Regions from separate parts of the Danio rerio genome. Here region 1 is linked to region 2. A link is a contact called in public Micro-C data. All regions are on one chromosome and are shown on one strand. The core of a region is the stretch at or near the end of the contact, and the rest is flanking DNA. Distances in the headings are between cores, read along the strand shown. Region 1 holds the start of nphp4 (nephronophthisis 4). Region 2 holds the start of ajap1 (adherens junctions associated protein 1).

What was found. A called contact is a pair of places that touch in the nucleus more often than the background predicts.
Region 1: a Micro-C map of caudal fin shows a contact between it and region 2, with 8 times the contacts expected there. The contact joins the promoter of nphp4 here to the promoter of ajap1 in region 2. A contact is called at or near these places in 2 of 18 Hi-C or Micro-C datasets (caudal fin and an unstated tissue) and 1 of 4 datasets of contacts at active chromatin or transcription factors (embryo).

Annotation. Positions count from the first base shown.
Region 1 is chr8:24,170,430-24,173,129 of GRCz12tu, forward strand. nphp4 (nephronophthisis 4) reads right to left here and starts at 1,436. Exons shown (of 28, transcript XM_073910322.1): 1 at 860-1,436. The coding sequence starts at 994.
Region 2 is chr8:23,461,635-23,464,463 of GRCz12tu, forward strand. ajap1 (adherens junctions associated protein 1) reads left to right here and starts at 1,372. Exons shown (of 6, transcript XM_005166950.6): 1 at 1,372-2,132. The coding sequence starts at 2,104. All of the region lies in intron 3 of LOC141375626 (a long non-coding RNA gene), which reads right to left.

The DNA of each region.
Region 1 (2,700 bases), core at 186-2,685, 710 kb after region 2:
ATAATGTAAAAGAATATGGGGAAGATGTTTGCTAAATTAAGCAAAATCCCTAAGTGTAAAGTAATAAATAATGAATACATCACAAAGCAAATAGGTTAAAACTAAATAATATGTGGCTAAATACATTTTGACAAAAAACAAGACAGAGCAGGAGTGGGAACCTTTTTCAGCAAATAGTCATTTCTTTTTTTTCTTTTTTCTTTTTTTGGTAAATACATTTTTTAAAGAGCCATTGATGTTTACTACTAGAAACTACAGATTAGGCATGGGAAAATTAATTTGTTTTGCATATCTCGGTTTAGAGAAGTCAAATTTTTAAAACCGCCAAAATTTTCTGTTATACCTATGGTATATGTAAGACTGTTTTAAATTGTAAAGAAATCTGTGTTTGACAGAAGTCAATGATTGATTATAATTATTTAGCCGGACATGTTTACTGCTCCAAAATATTTTAAATGCTTCTCATAATAAAATACATTGTGTTGAAAGGGAAAAAAAGTTTTTGTTTTTACCCAGACATTTAAAAAGGCTATATTTTAGAGCAGTAATCATAATAGTGTAAAACCTGGAAACCATGATATTTTTATCCAAAGTAATCATATCATATAACAAACTTTTACTACATTATATTAATAAACTAATTAAGATGAATAAATAATATATTGCATTGAGCATATATATAAATAATAATATATAAATAATATAATTAATTGTGGTCTCATGATGTGCTTTTAAAAAGGCAAAGCATTACATAATATTTATTTTTATTTGCATGTATTTATTCAGTCTGTGCAAATCATTTGTACTTATAGTGCTTTAAATGAGAGTATTGTAATAAGTATATTTATTCCCCATCCACCTGTGTCACGTGAAGTCCATCGAGGTGTTTGAAGAGCAGCTGCAGACCCTGAGCAGATCCTGGCGCTTGTCGAGCAGTCTGACTGTGCGGCGGAATCACGCGGTTCCTCTGGAAAGCGCTTCTCCACTCAGACATCAGAGGTTTTCCTCAATAACTTACGTTACTATCAATCTACCAGGGAAGCTTTCTGTCGGTCACTGAGCGTTAATGATCCTGGCAAACATCCCCGGAACGCCTTAAAGCTTCACGGGCTGTTAAATCATTCCCACGGCCAATGTGAAGCTCGTGTTAACGGTAATTAATTCAGATCAGATGCTGGACTAATAAAACTGTTAAGCGCTAAATTACCCGAGAGACCCAGGTTCATTCATTTGAGTGAACAGCAGCTGTTCTTGTCGCTTTTCTTTTCTTCTACTAACGCTTCAGTCGCTGTTAACTAGGGTCCGTTTACAACAATAAGTGAGTCAGCTGTAACACACACTGTTACTTTTGTAATGAAAATACATTGTTTAGCTAACGTTACTGTACTTGTCAGAAGAGATTCCCTCTGTACTGGTTGCCATAGCGTCTGTCAGTCGTTGCTAGGGTGGGTTAAAGAGCGGTTTGGCGCTTTTCTGCACGGGAGAAGTGCGAGGATTGTTGGACAGCGACACTGTACGGCTCGGCGGTAAAGAACACTGCCTCATTCAAAGTTATTTTATTTATTTATTATTATTATTATTTTTTAATGTATTTATTTTTTTGCTTTAATAAAAAGAACCAGCATGTAGTTTCATTATAAACAAAATCACTTTACATTCCTTAACAAGAAGGATTCAATGAAAAAGGAGAAATTATCTCTTTTGCAAAGTTCAGCTTCAACGCTGATCAAACACACCTGATTTAGCTAATTAATCTCTCAGGTAGCACTTAATAATTACAGGCAGCTGCGTTGGAGCAGGGCTGGAACTAAAATCTGTATGTAGGTAGATGTCCAGGAACACGATTAGACACCCCTGGTTTAAAGAAATATATTTGTGAACAAGGTAAAAAAAAAAAAAAAACGGATTTAATATGTATGGCCATACTCTCCCAGTTATTTGATTAAATTAAGAATTGCTTTTGTAGAATTGCTGATGTTTTGTATTACAAAAAGGTGCAAACAGCACGTACAATTTTAGAACATTTTTATTTCAATTAAATTACATTTGATAACTGTAAAATACTATGAAGTAATATTAAACGAAACATTAAATTACCGTAGTTCTGCATGGTAAAAATGTACAGTAAAGTACTGTTTCCAGTATGTGTACCACTATTGTATTTAAAGACAGTGAAATGATGTATTACATTTTACAGTAAATGTAATACTATTGTAATTAATATTACAGTAATTTTACTGTTTTATGAAATACAGCAACTACTGGATAATTGTTGCCAGTAATTTACTGTTAATTAAACAAGATTGTTTTTACAGTGTGCACTAAATTGCATTGATTCCTAAAACAAAAATCTGAACATTGGATGACGTCTGGCACAAGATAATTTTTTGATAAATACTGTAATGTTTTTAGAAAGATGATTTTGGGATGCTGTTTTCATCACTACATAATTTAGAAAATGATATAATGAATATAATCAGGCAAATTATTGTTTAACATAAACACTGAGAATACGGATTTAAAACTGAAGCTTTGTGTAGATGCAGCATAGGAGAAAAATCATTTAAAGACTTTATCCTTTAAAAACATGCACTGTAATTTCAATCTACAGACATAGATTGACAAATTGTGACAAAAGAAACACTTAAGGATGTACAGTTGAAGTCAGAATTATTAGCCCCCCTGAATTATTACAAACTA
Region 2 (2,829 bases), core at 122-2,621:
TGAGAACTCCTGCTTTAGGGTATCACCTTAAAAGCAACTTAATTGTATGTAGAACATGGTCAAATGTACCATTTTTACAGATTACACAGCATATTTATCTGTTTTCTGCTCATTATATCAGGCTTAAGTCCTTTTAGTGATATATACAGTACTTTAGATCCGAAGAAATGTTGTTTCTCCAAAATGCATTTCCAGTAAGATTTTGATGGCAATAAAACGTTGAGCTGCTGGAATCTGCTTAACGTTTGCAGTTAAGGCTGGATTTGATATGCCGTACTGCTCTTTAATGACGCTTATTTATCTCTTCATTTTCTATTTCCACACGCACAAACGATTTATACTGGCACAATTTAAAACAGCTTTGGCTGCAGATGTTGTAAAGCTCATATTTAGAAAATGTGTCTTTTAAAGTTTGCTTATCTCCTGTAGAAAGTGATAAGCGTACATAAGCCTGCTATTATGTTGATGTTTTTCATGAGCTAATGATATTTTCTTTCCTTTACCCCTGTGTGACCTTCACATAAACCTTTTTTGTATTTTTAGATTTTTATTAAGGCATTATTTATTATGTTTATTAAGCCGCTTTTCTCATGGGGATCATTAGCTGGTCACAACAATATGTGTGATGGGGTTTAACTATCCTTCTGGGGACATTTTGGTCCCACAATAAAAGCAAACTGTGACACTTCATAACCTCCACATGCTTTAGTTTTTTTTTCTTCGTGTGTTTTCTTCATCGGGGTTGTTTTCACAAAACCCTTCTCTTAAACGCACCAGCTTAATGAGATTTCCTGCGGCTGGCTGACAGTCTACAGGCAGTTTTTATTCATTTTCAGTCGTTCTAAAGAAATAAACAGAATTCAACATTATTCGACACCACCACTGTCTCTTTCTTCTTCCTATACTGTAAAATAGAGTGGAAGATCAATCATCTTAACAACAAAAAAGAGTTTCTCTGTTTCACAAGGAGGAAAAATGTGGCATTATACTGTCATGTAATTTGCAGGATGAGGTTCTATTGCCTCAGTAAACCCACCAGACACTGTATTAACCTTGGGATGAGAAACTGATCTCCCCCTTAGTGGAAAGTGCTGTACACTGGTTGAGCTTTTCATAGCCCGTACGCGGACTGATTTATCTCTGGGAGGCGAGATTGGGATAGAATTGGGTTCGGATGAACTCCTCTGAGGGAAACGGCGGGAAGGAGGTCTAAAATGTTACATATTTTACTTTAAAATGACGTCACGGGGTTGTCATCTAAAGCAGGACTGGCAGGTTGTTAGTCAGACGGAGGAGGAAAAGAGAGAGAGAGGGAGAGGGAGAGAGAGAGCGAGAGGGAGAGAGAGGGTGGATAGCGCGCGCAGTGGTGATAACACTATCTATCTATCCAAATGACGAGCGTTGCTTTCACGCGCTCCACTCATCACGCGCGTCCGTGAAGTGGTGTTTCATTTCTCACTTTTCTATTTTTTTCCCCGCGTCACACATTTATTTGGTCTCTTGAAAGATTGAGAGAACTATCGTAGAGCTTTTGGGGCCGATTGGACATGCTTTTAAGCCACGGAAATCTCGATGTTTTATCTTGCGTTTTTGTCTGCGCTCGGTTTCATGATGACAATGTAGAGAAAGTGCGCCGTGACCGCGAGCGCAGCGCACGAGTGATGTTGACGCCGTCACCCTGCCGCCTGGTTCCCACAGCTACTTGACTTTTTTTTCCAGTGGAGTATATTTTAGATGAACTTGTGAATGTAAAAGAAGACGGCTGTTGAGACGCAAGTGAACCGTCCAGCTGCCCACGCTGCCGCTGGGTCGCTCTGCACGTCTGTGCGCACTTCTGAGGAGAAACAGCGAGCAACTAAAAAAGGGGACAAGACGCGTCCTTGTTTTTCGTGAATTTTTTGCCCAGTCCACGTTTGGAGAGCTCTGGAAAGACGTGGAGCTATTTCAAGCTGTCTGCTTCTCGGGATTTATAACATTAGAATGCTAACGTTTGGAGTAAGGTGTCTAACTTAAGGTGACCATCACGCTCGAGCGTCGACGTTTGTTGGAACGCATAAATGGACGAATATCAGGAAGACTGATTCAGAATTGTTGTCTGGAAAAATGTGGCTGAATCGGTGTGTCACACGCAGGTAATAAATATCCCTTTGGCATCTCTATCTAAGAGCTGAATGCATTAGACGCCCCAAAAAATCCTGTCACCGTGCAAGAGTTTTGTGGCAAGTTGATGCGCGTCGCGCTGTTTTCACTTCTGCCTGTGATGTCTTACTTAAACCTCACAGCTTTGGGTTGATAATATTCCCGAGGAAACGTTTTAAGTGATGCTGATTTTGTGTGAATAACTAGAGGGCTCGTAATTAACAAGATAGTGAATCAAGTTGAAGTTATGAACGCAGCGTTCGCTAGGGGTCGCCAAATAACCGCGATGCGCTTCCAAAGACTTGACGCGCGCAAATTAGGTCGAGTATCAGCTAAACACACCCTCACATACCACAGTACACCGTGCCAGAACATTTTCTGTGCGGTCAAGACATTTATGCCATTTTATGAATCACATCTCTCCCTGTTAGATTGACATTTTGATCATATGGTTCAAATGGTGTGCAATTTGCCAGTGGAATGTCAGGTTGAGTCAGACTTGGGAGCTGTAATGGCCAAGGATTTATTTACGGTTTACAGGAGCTCTTAGCACTTGATGTTGACCACGTATGGCTAGAGTAGCATTAAATCGAAAACGGACATGCATGCAACAAACCGTTTTTATTCATTGCATGTGCCAAATGCTATGTAAAACAGAACCTACAAGTATGACAGCATATGGGTAACAAT